Regions from separate parts of the Mus musculus genome. Here regions 2 and 3 are each linked to region 1. Evidence: chromatin contacts called from public Hi-C data. All regions are on one chromosome and are shown on one strand. The core of a region is the stretch at or near the end of the contact, and the rest is flanking DNA. Distances in the headings are between cores, read along the strand shown. Region 1 has its middle 72 kb from the start of Dock10. Region 2 has its middle 100 kb from the start of Nyap2. Region 3 holds the start of Nyap2 (neuronal tyrosine-phophorylated phosphoinositide 3-kinase adaptor 2).

Region 1 (4,184 bases), core at 1,000-3,499:
ATCTATACGCATCACAGAATCTCTATCCAAAACTGATACCACAAATGAACTTTAAAAACACTGAAAAACAAAAGAAATGTATCAAGATAGGAGAAAAGATGAATAAGCAGAAACTGGTTGAAATATACTTTTCATTGCAAAATATGAGTTGTGATTTTTGTAGCCTGCTCTTCTACTCCAGATAGTCTAAGAAAACTTTAGAAGACAAACTCCTACCTTATAAATATCCACAGTGTTTAAGGTATGCAAATTGTACAAATAGTAATCAACACTTTTAATGAGTTTGCCATAATTAAAGTCAAACCTTTTTTTCCTGTGATTCAAGATATTGCTATTCAAATGAAGCAACACTAACTTATCAAAGCATTACCTCTTACCACAATGATTATCCCATACAATAAATTAACATGCTATATCACTTAAGGTTTTGATTCATGCTTAATTATAGTTTCTCCCATTTAATTACAAATTAAAGACACTAATCAAACCTTACTCTGAACTGCTGTCTGAGACTAATGACTTTCCTTCCTATCATTCGGAGAAGTCTCTCTAATCCATTTTTCCTCCCTAAGACAGGTCAAGTGCTTTCCTTGTGTGTTATCATAAAGTAGTGTCTTTCTCCTTCACAGCACTTCACATAGTGGTAATTATTTTAAAGATGGGTGTCATTATCAGCTGAGGACTGCCGTTCCCCTGCCCCACCCTAAAGGTCACTATGAGCATATACCTGCACTGGTTAACACATGCCAAAAAGCCATAGCAGCTCCATAGCACGGCTATCTGTTGAACTGATGTGTAATGCATTTCAATATTATACCCCCAAAATACTGCAAAAAAAAAGAAAAATCCCATTTATTAGATCAACCCATGGATAATACTTTGTGAATTAAACTATAGAATCAAAACATGTCCCATCTAAGAATGAGCATTTAACCACAAAGGTCAAAGTAAAAAGTCAGTAGCTATCATATTTCATGCTTGAGTAATATTGTTTCTTGTTTTGGATGCTTTGAGTAGATGCTCTGCATATATGAAATAAACAAACAAAGGTGAGACAAGAAGTCAATCTGCCTTAGTTTATCCCCGTGACAGATACTGACTAGGTATGATTAAAGAGACTGAGCTTTCATAGGGGAAGTTGTGTTGCACCTTGAAGTAATCACTTCCTGGATGCTGATACCGTTATGGAATATGAATCAATCAAGGCTTACAGATGGTCACTACAGATCCATTTGGAGAGAGATTCATTAGTCCTTTTGTGTGATTTGCAATGGGCCAAACATTCTTGAGGCTTTTTCTCTCGCTTTTATGTTATGTGTGTATGAAATCTCAATATAGATGTGTATATAGTTCACTCTACCAAGCACAGCTGGGTGATTGCTGCTTGCTATTGCATTAAAGAAAAGAACACAATTGAGAGGCCTGGATACAGTGAATAACTGATGAGAGCTGCAATTGAAGTGCCTTTTTTTTTTCTTCTGCTACATTTCCAAATGCAGTAGCAGAAACGAGGTCATTTGCATATGCTATACAAGCAGGATACAACCTTAATACTTTTTATGTTTAAACTAAATCTGGGGTTTGCTATTATCTTTGTTAATCAAACTATAAAATCCATCAATGCCTGATTTGGTTGAAGCTCAATTCCATATATTGTCCCCAAAATGCTATTGCTTAAAGAGTAGTAAAAAAGGATGTCACTAACATTTGATTGCTCTTACTATCAATGTACATGCAAACTTTACTATTCAGTCAGCTCCTCCATTTGCAAAACACAACTGAATATAATGTGTATTTGTCAGAAGAAAGAGACCTGTGAAAAAAGGCAAGGAAGAGAGAAACATGTGAAGAGTCAAAGAAAGTAGGAGAGGGATAAAAGGAGGGAGAGGAAGAAGGAGAGGGAGGAAGGGCAAAAAGAAAAAAGGGATACATGGAGGCAGGGAAGAGCAATTCTGATGCCCTCTAATTCCCTAATTTAAAACTATTGCTAGCACTCTGCTGCAACCTGCTGACAGACTAGAGAATTACAAATGAGAAAAGACTAAGTATTCACAAGAGTTGTACTACTATTTATTGTTCATTTTAGTTTGTTAGCTTTATTTATTTATGTTTTCTTTACATCCCAACTGCAGTACCTCTCTTCTCCCCTGACAGTCCCTCCCCTCCACCCTCACCCCTCACTCCAATCCATTCCTCCATTTCTATTCAGAAAAGGGCAGGCTTCCCACAGGTATCTGCCAGCCACAGCATATCAAGTTGCAGTAAGACTATGAACAGCCTCTCCTGATAAAGCTAGACAAAGCAATCCAGTAAGACAAAAGGGTCCCAAAAGGAGGTAACAGAGTCAGGGGCAGCCCCTGCTCCCACTCTTAGGAGTCCCACAAGAAGCTACACAACTGTAACATATGTGCAGAGGCTCCTTGGTTGGTGGTTCAGTCTCCATGAGCCCCTATGTCTCCAGGCTAGTAGATTCAGTGGTTTTCCTTGTGGTGTCCGTGACCTAACTGGCTCCTACACTCCTTCCTCCCCCTCTTCCATAGGATTCTCCAAGTCCACCTAGTGTTTGGCTGTGGGTCTCTATATCTGTTTGCATCAGTTGCTGGACAAAGCCTCTCCAATGACAAATAGGCTAGGCACCAATCTATGAGTGTAGCAGATTATCATTAAACATAATTTCATTGACCTTTTTGCAGTTTGTAGCCTCCCACAAGCCTGAAGCAGGCTGAGCCAGACCTTGACTTTGTTGCCACTAAGGAGATCACCTAGGGTGGAGCCTGCCTCCCTGGATCACTCTATTGTTCTGCAACTGCCTCTGCTGCTACCTGCCTGGAGTCAGCCTAGCTGTTCCTGAACCTATAAGTGGTCACCTGCTGCTGGGCTCCAAGGATGAATTGGCGGGAATGGACTTTCCCCCCTCCTTTATAAAGTGTGTCCACCATTAAACAGGTGAACCTTGAGCAGACTAGTTGTCTTGGTTCCATTATTTGTCAACCCACCTAGATCCCCTCTTCTCTTCCAGTTCCAAGATGCCTTCCAGGCTTGAATCCGGACATGAGAGCCTCAGGTCGGCCCCAACAGCAGTTATTGTTCATTTTTAAATCCAGTATTCCTCATAATTTTACGAAAAAAAATAGCAAACTGAGATATTATTGAAACAAAATGGCTGTATGGTTTCCCTGCTAGGAAGGAGAATAAATAAATAAGCAATGTACTCTTAAAGATCGTAACATGCTACCTCACACAGAGTAGAGTCTTCTTGACAAACCCTGACCTGGATCCAAGCCCACACACCAACAGGTAAAGGTGCTTCAGAAAACCTCATCAGGAATGGGGTTGAGACAGAAGCCTCAGTAGCAGGCCATAGGCTCTCTATCTTCCTGAGACCCTTAATATAGCCAGAAGCTCTAAGGCCTCATCAGTATATCTTAAATAGCTGGAAATTGTGTGCAAGAAGAGCAAAACATTGCTATGAAATGACCAAAACTTATTTTATTGCCTTCTATATGGAGGCAGTAATATCTCTGGGCAAATCTAGAAGCTGACCTCATGGCTTTTATCTGTCAGGGATGAGAATGCACTAGTCAGACAGTGTGAGGAAGCCATTAGAAGTTAATATATGTTTAATAGTATAAGAATAATTTCAATGCAATACAAAGAAAAGGTTTGTGTTATATGATGTGTATATATATTAATATATTGTATATTATATGTATATATATATATACACATATATGTGTGTGTTTGTGTATGTCTGAAGTTCAACCATTACATTCAGTGGGATGATATATATATATATATATATATATGTATATATATATATATATATATATATATATATATATATATATATATATATGACTAAATTCCTTCACAAAGCTTAATGTTTTTCTACCAGGCTGAAGAATAAGGCTTCAGAGGTTTCTGGAGGAAGAAAAATGGACTATGAGAGATTCCTTTATTTTTTGTGTGTATAACTACTTCCTTTACCCTTTTGTGTATATAACTGCCTTATTAGAATTATTTCTATAACTTTCATCATAAAGATCTTTAACTCTGTGGATTAAATTTGTTCCGAAGAGATTTCCTTTTGTAGCTATCATTCATAGGATTTCCTTCATGATTTCTTTCTCATCAATCTGATCAAGGACTGTAAATGTAGTTCTGATTGTAGAATCCTTGCCCAG
Region 2 (4,101 bases), core at 944-3,443, 150 kb before region 1:
TGTCTTTCTCCATAAAACAGCAGCAGCAACACTAGGAATCTTCAGGATGGAGACTGAAGATTGGGCAGCTTCCAGGACTGACTGTATTGCAATCTGCATTTTACAGTGTTTCCAATGGCTCCTAATTTCATCAAAGGTGGACGACTGGAGCAGTGACATGACACCCCATTGAGAAGCAAACTGAAGCTCAGGAAGCAGGGCTGCTCAGAGAAGCCAACCTTCCACCGTCTCCTCTGTTCATTAGACATGAGCCTCTGGACAGATTCTGGAATGCAGTACAGCACTTTAAATACCACTTCTGTTTGGTTTGTCTATCAGTCATAACGCTGGAAACAGGACAAGAGAGCCACATTAAGAAGCACGTTTTAAATTACAGGTGTGAGTGTGCATAGGCACCTATTTAAAAATTGCATCTGTCAAACACAATGGGCATAAAAGAAGAGAAAATTTCAAGGGCAACTATGAAATAGTTAAGTTTCACTTTTCATAATTACCTGTATTAAATATGTAATTATGAATATAGCTGTATAGATTATTTGTTATTTATAGCATTGCATTTTGGCAGTCATTCATACTCAGATAGAGATCATACATATACAAGGGAAAGAAGCCTGACAGAAGGGAATATTTTGGACTGTGTCTACTTCATATGACTAAGTATTTAACTGTCTTTGCTCATCATTTAAGACCAGCTTAGTTTATCGAAACTCACATTGTGTAGAAGGGATATCTCACTTTTCACCCTCAGTGTACTGTAGCACTGATATTTTGATGAGATGACTCCTTTCCTAGAGTATTAAAACTAACCTGACCAAATAAAGATTAAATCTACGCTCGTTTATTTTTTGTTATTTTCTTCATTTTGTATTGGTTATTTTGTTAATTTACATTTCAAATGTTATCCCCTTCCCAGTTTCCCCACCACAAGCCCTCTATCCCCTCCCCACCTTTATGACAGTGCTCCCCTACCTGCCCACCTATTCCTGTCTTAGTGCCCTAGCCTTCCCCATGCTGGGTCATTGAGTCTTCACAGCACCAAGGAGTTCCCCTCCCTTTGGTGCCAGATATGGCCATCCTCTGCTTCATATGCAACTGGAGCCATGGGTCCATCCATGTGTCCTCTTTGATTGGTGGTATAGTCCCTAGGAGTTTTGGGGGATCTGGTTGGTTTTTGTTATGGAGTTGTAAACCCCTCCAGCTCCTATAGTCTTTGCCCTAACTTCTCCATTGGAATCCCTGAGCTCTAGACATCAGACCAAACTGTTATATATGACCTTTGTATCACTGAGCACCACAGCCTCATTTTGAACTTTAAAATATGATTGACTGAAATGGCTTCTCAAGGGGAAAAAAAAAGCTAAATAACATTAAGCAGAGAAAAAAAATTAACTTCTCTTAAACAACATGAACTTAGTTTTACTAACTGCACTTTGGAATTGGAAATATATATTAAAGAGGGAGAGTGTGTTCTATATTCTAAATTATGACTGACAGTGGTGACACGCATTTAGGAGAAGCATATTGGGGAGCAACCCCTGGCACTCTCAATGTCACACAATTAAGGCTGACACAAACTTCAGCCAGAAAGCTAGGAAGTGGACATTTTGTAAGTAAAAACAGAGAGTTCCTCTCCCTTACTAGCAGCATCAATCAGCCGTTCTCACTGCACAGCTAAACTGTGCTTCAAACGCTTGTCTGGATCAGTTTTACAGGAGACCTGCAAATGTCCTGATACTGAATGACGTCAGATGACCTGAACAGAGATTTGACAATGAGATAATCCTATTTTTCTCCTCCTAGGAATAACTACAGCTCCCCCATCTAATTTCTTTCTTGTAAACCACAAACAAGCTATAATTTAGCAAATTACACCGTTGGATTCAAGTCTGCATTTTCATTTTCTAATGTTCTTTTTAAAATATTCTACCTGTAGTAGTGGCAATAATACTAATGCCCCACTTAGGATGGCTAATTCTAGAATATTTGGTGGGAGAATGCAAAGCCATATAGACAGAGTGACTTGAGTTATTTTAAATAAATTCATCCCCTCAAGTTACTAAAAAGCCTCATTTGTGACAAAGGTCTTCTGACCTATTTCTCAACCAATTATTCATCAACAAATTGTAGGGCTTAATTCATGGTTATCACATCCACCTCTGCTCTCCTCGGCATCACTGCTCAGCCTGGATCCCGGGGGATGACTTGTCACTACTGATTTTCTACCGCTCCAGAGATCCTTGAAACATTATATTTGATAACCATCGCAGACCTGATTAAATCGCTGAGATAAGGGTCTTTCCTTCTAGCATCTCAGCCATGTAGACGAGTCCTCTGGAGTAGGTAAAAGCATGTCAGAGTGGCACCCATCATTCTTTCATAATCAAGGGCTTGGAGGAAAAAGATCTCCATGTATTTTCTGAATGTTGTAGTTAATATGCATCCAATTTCTTCCTCTCTCAACAAGGATGCCTCATGAGTATCTAAAAAGACTTTCCATCTCTTTTCAAATTTCGTTCTCTCCCTAAAGGCTGTTTAAATGAAGCACTTCTTTTACAAAATACCTGGAAGGGTCACTGACTTTCAAATGCCCATTAACTAATGAACTCACATGTTCTCACTAATAGCCACAGCTTTGTAATTTTTTTCTTTTTTTATTAGATATTTTCTTTATTTACATTTCAAATGTTATCCCCTTTCCCTCTTTTCCCTTTGAAAACTCCTATCCCCTTCCCCTCCCCCTGCTCATCAACCCACCCACTCTAGCTTCATGGCTCTGGCATTCCCCTATACTGGGGCATAGAGCCTTCACAGGACCAAGGGCCTCTCCTCCCACTGATGACTGACTAGGCCATCCTCAGCTACATATTAAGCTAGAGCCATGAGTCCCACCATGTGTTTTCTTTGATTGATAGTTTAGTCCCTGGAAGCTCTGGGCATACTAGTTAGTTCATACTGATATTCCTCCTATCCTTTCAGTTCCTTGGGTATTTTCTCTAGCTCCTTCATTGTGGACCCTGTGCTCTGTCCAATGGATAGCTGTGAGAATCCACTTCTGTATGTGTCAGGCACTGGCAGAGCCTCTCAGAATACAGCTATATCAGGCTCTTGTCAGCAAGCTCTTGTTGGCATCCACAATAGTGTCTGGTTTTGATGCTTATTTATGGGATGGATCTCCACGTGGGGCAGTCTCTGGATGGTCATTCCTTCAGTCTCTGCTCCAGGATTTGCAGTACCTTGTTTGTCAAATCAACATTTATATCAAGTTGTTAAAAAAAAAGTACTATAAAATGTCCAAGTATTTCTGACAGTTGCATGTATACATGGTGCACACACACACACACACACACACACACACACACTCACATGCACACACACCCAACTGTAATTAGAAGCTAACAGTTTCTTTTTCTGAAATTTTTCCTATTCCCAGAAAATCGTGTAATACATACACAGGCCTAATGTTACATTCTCAATCCTTTACCTAACAGCAGCTTCAGAATCATCTCCATCTGGATCATCTCCATCTGCACAGGGAACTCTGAAGAGAGGTTAGAGAAATAGCCCAGTGACTAATAGCATGCACTAGGGAATCTGGGTTCATTTCCTAGCAACTATTCGGGTGCTTCACAACCTATATCTCTAGCTCCAAAAGATCTAATGCTCCCTTCTGAACTTGGCATTAGTGTGCACATACTTCACACACACACACACACACACACACACACACACACACACACACACACGTATACAGATAATTAATAAAAACAAAAACTACCTCCAGAGTAAATAGAATTATATTTATAACAATAGGAAAAATTATATAAATGGACTTATTTAAATGGAATGAAAAAGATGGATTTTATACCTTAAAAATTCTGTTTATAGTCGGGCAGTGGTGGCTCATGCCTTTAATCGTAGCATCTTGAGAGGCAGAGACAGGTGGATTTCTGAGTTCGAGGCCAGCCTGGTCTACAGAGTGAGTTCCAGGTCAGCCAAGACTATACAGATAAACCCTGTCTCAATAAATAAATAAATAAATAAATAAATAAATAAATAAATACCAAAAAATTGTTTATTCTATACAAGACGATCCCATTTATC
Region 3 (3,852 bases), core at 471-2,970, 250 kb before region 1:
CACTTCTACACAACTTTACAAACCATTCAAGTTTCACAACTCTTCTAGTCTTTTGCAAAGTTGTAGTATTTTTCAAAGGTCTGTTTTCACAATTCCCTAACTATTAAATGTCCTTCACAGAATTATCTTTTTATATTATATTTTTGCCTAATATAAATTATCTTTTATATTAGAAAAAAAGTATGTTCTACTTTCCAAAGAAAAACAAAACCATTTGTACATGTCTGACTCCTGTTTTCTCTTTGTTAAGTTGATGCTTTATAATACATCAATGAATTGGAGCATAGCCAAAATATGAAAATTTAGGAGATTGAGTTTTTGTTCTTGCTCTCTATTTTATTACTCTCTGCTAATTGAATATAAATTCATAGATACTAAATTTATCATAATTACACCCTTTAATCTCTTCCATTAAATACCTTTATATTTTTCACTACATTTAGAAAAGTAAATGTACTACTTTACTACAAAAACAACTTTAGTATTCTTCAGTAAAAATGAACATTTTAAAATACAATATTTTCCCAGATGTGCCAATATTCCAAGTATTGAAAATACTCCTGGGTAGATTGAAAAATTATACTGGAGTTATTTCAATGAAATAAGTACATGTCCCAAGTTAAGCAAGGCCACCTAAAGTTCTACTGCAGATGTACATTTTGGTAAGACTAAGGACACCTTCCAGATATTGGCTTGTATTTAAACACATTTTCTGGAAAAAAATGTCTATTTGGAATCAGCCAGAAATAAGCAATTTCACCTTCAAAGTATATCTAGCAATTTGGAAATGTTTTGGTAGAGTACATATCTTTCTTTCTGAAAATGCAAAACTGGGCTCTCACTGCTGACACCAGTGAACTGAGCCTATTGTAAAATATTTATGATATGGAATTAAGATAAATAGCAGCAAGCACAACGCGAATAGTAATTAATGACATGGAAATACTTCCAATTCTTTTAATAATTCAACATGGCTTATTTTACTAATGAAAATCCATTTACCATTTCCATGGTAATCACGAAGTGGGTACGGGATTAAAAATAGCCAGGGGCTCACTAACAGTGTGGATGCCCGTGTTGCAGCTTTATTTCTGCTCCACCTAATAAAACATGCAAACTTCAGCATTAAGTATCCCTAACTAAAATTCATCCCATTTCATAATCAATTGCCTCCTCTCCTTAGTTCTAGATTCAATTAGCATGCTTATAGAATCTGAAAAATGAGATACATACCAAAAATTAAGTCCCCGGGGGAGAACTAAGTGGAATAGTCAGGAGGTGAGTTGGGTCTGTCAGAGCCCTCTCTCAGGGCTGGTCTCGGGGCAGTTCGGGAGGAGTAATCCAGCACCATAAGAAAGAGACTTGTAGGTTCAGTTCAGTATTTCTTCAATTAAAGTGCATTATATCTGGATGTGAAAAGTGTCGAATCCAAGATTCTTCATCACTAGAGATCAGAGCATTTTCGTTGTTCTTTCTATCGGATAAAATGCCTTTTAAAGTTTGCAAGGAAGAGGCAGTGGCAGAAGACAGGTGCTTGCTTCGTTAAATCGACATTCGGAGAAAAGAGGGCATAGCTAATGGGTGGGGATGAGCGCACAGCCCCTCTCCTTCCAGGTCCAGCAGGGACGAAACTGAATGATTTTACCCACTTTGCTACACAGATGATTACAAGACCCGAAGCAGTCACCAAGCTGGCTAAGGTACCTCATTTGATCATGTTCTGTGAAGAAAAAAAATAAATGGAAACAAAAATCAGACACATCCTCTCTAAATGTCTCCTTTCAGCCCCAGAGATGCTCTTTCTCCTTGCATACATACAGAAGGTTTGGAGAAGCCTGGCTGGTAGCATCGTCCCTCCCCCATGACAACCAGCTTGCGCTGGCTGGCTCTGGTGTGTTCTCTCTCTCTCTCTCTCTCTCTCTCTCTCTCTCTCTCTCTCTCTCTCTCTCTCCCTCCTTCCCTCCCTCCCTCCCTCCGTTCCTCCGTCCCTCCCTCTTTCTCTCTTCTCTCCAGCTGCCTTAGTCTGTTGATGCTGCTGCTGCTGCTGATTAATCAGGGATTCTGAAACAAAGAACGTACCTTCTCAAATAAGCGGTAATCTCAGCTTCTGCAATCTGCCTGCATTGAGCAGCAGAGCTGCCAGAATCCTAGCACCTTGGATAGTTCCCACACCCTAGGCCCACTGGAAAGGAAAGAAGGACTAAAGAAATGGCAAGAAACCCCCAAAGCAGAACCGATTTCGGCTCCCCAGGGGCTCCCATCCTCATTAAAGGCCTCAAGTCCAAACAAGAGAACCTCTCTCTTTTATCTAATTGAACTAAAGTCTGATTTATCAATAATAAAAGAAAATGAGGATAAAGAAACCTCTTCATTTACATCCACTACAGAGCACGAAATCAGTCTTTTTGGAGAAAAAAAAATTGAAATCTATCAGAATTATTGTTCTTGTATGGAGGATATTTAAGTTATAAGGTTTTCACTCTGGTGGGGCTAATAAAAACGAGTAACAACTTAAACGGAACTCTCAGATCTCAGTTTGATGCCCTTATTTGATATCAATTTTGCCTCCACCCATCCTGCACGGGAGAGCCATGCACACAATTACTGCTGACGTACTTCAGGCTGCTGCTTGCGGAATGGGGGGAGGAGCCTTTTAACCTCATCAAAACAGCTTCATGCCACCTGCTCCCATGGCATGAGAATAAAACTAGCCCACTTGGAACGTGCACAGGGCACGTACACAGAACAAAGGTCTCACTTGTACTATAACATTTTAACCAAAATCAAATGTACAGTGATTACGGCATATGTGCTCCGATCTCCTTTAGACTCACTGCAGAAATGATTTAAAGTCATTGTATTTCTTGACTTCCCCAAAGAGACTCTAGATTCTTTTCTTAATATTCCACTGAATCTATGCATATAGCTTATGCTATGCACTGTGATTGACACGTGTGTATATACTTCTGCCCACACATACACAATATATTTATGTACTTGTGTTTGTGTGTGTGTGTGTGTGAGAGAGAGACAGACAGACAGACAGACAGACAGACATATTCAGTTTTTAAGCTTGTGTTTCCTCAGAGTAAATGACAAAAATATATTTTAAAAAATATGTTGTATGGATATGATGATTTCAGGATCTTATTGTATATTATGATAAGACAAGAAGAAAAAGGAAGTAAAGGAATGAAGAAAGGATGGGAAGAAATTAAGAAAGAAAGAAGAGGGGGAGGACTACTATGGAAATAATATACCAGTTAGTGAGAAAATATGTCCATATTATTGCACAGTGGTCTCTACAATTTTCAGGTCACTTTCACCCATTAACTTTTACTGGAAATAGTTTCGGCTTGCAAGTTGCTTTCTTTGGAATTAAATATATCAATTCATAAGTAATTCCTTATGAAAATATCTTTATGCACCAGCCAATTATAAAAGCAGTAATCTTCAGGTCAGCTTCCTAATACTTAAATAATAACTAGGACTGTCCTTTGATTTTATATATTTGTTTTTAAGTTAAACTTGGGAAAAATAAATCCAATGCATAATATTATTCTATATATCCCTAATATAAGTAGATATATTACATATTATATATCATATTACATATTATATATTACACATTACATAATATATCACAATTACATATCATATATTATATACATTATATACTATACACATTATATATTATATTATATATTACATGATGTATGTAATATAATATAACACATATAGTATATATGAGGGATAAATAGAGTATATGTATATGTGGATTTTAAAGAATGAATTTCCAGGTTTTTGTTTATCTAGCTTGTGAGTAGAATATGATTTCTATTTAATGTAATG

What was found. Hi-C and Micro-C count contacts between places; a contact is called where the count stands out from the background.
Region 2: a contact with region 1 is called in a Hi-C map of the N1E-115 cell line, with 2.6 times the contacts expected there. The contact joins two enhancer-like sites. A contact is called at or near these places in 5 of 484 Hi-C or Micro-C datasets (the N1E-115 cell line, cerebellar granule neurons, cerebellum and 2 more).
Region 3: a Hi-C map of the N1E-115 cell line shows a contact between it and region 1, with 5 times the contacts expected there. The contact joins the promoter of Nyap2 here to the enhancer-like site in region 1. A contact is called at or near these places in 1 of 39 promoter capture datasets (hippocampal neurons), 10 of 484 Hi-C or Micro-C datasets (the N1E-115 cell line, cerebellar granule neurons, cerebellum and 6 more), 3 of 115 datasets of contacts at active chromatin or transcription factors (SST interneurons, embryonic forebrain and forebrain) and 2 of 9 other capture datasets (adipose tissue and liver).

The regions. Positions count from the first base shown.
Region 1 is chr1:80,828,401-80,832,584 of GRCm38.p6, reverse strand. No RefSeq gene overlaps it. Among named protein-coding and RNA genes, the nearest start is that of Dock10, 72 kb to the right of the region's middle. Within about 2 kb of position 2,249, at least 3 of the 459 cell types and tissues checked have an H3K27ac peak or open chromatin away from gene starts, as enhancers often do. A contact at or near this core is called in the N1E-115 cell line, where this site is marked.
Region 2 is chr1:80,975,798-80,979,898 of GRCm38.p6, reverse strand. No RefSeq gene overlaps it. Among named protein-coding and RNA genes, the nearest start is that of Nyap2, 100 kb to the left of the region's middle. Within about 2 kb of position 2,193, at least 1 of the 459 cell types and tissues checked has an H3K27ac peak or open chromatin away from gene starts, as enhancers often do. A contact at or near this core is called in the N1E-115 cell line, where this site is marked.
Region 3 is chr1:81,075,275-81,079,126 of GRCm38.p6, reverse strand. It overlaps Nyap2 (neuronal tyrosine-phophorylated phosphoinositide 3-kinase adaptor 2), which reads right to left and starts at 1,720. Exons shown (of 7, transcript NM_001356397.1): 1 at 1,234-1,720.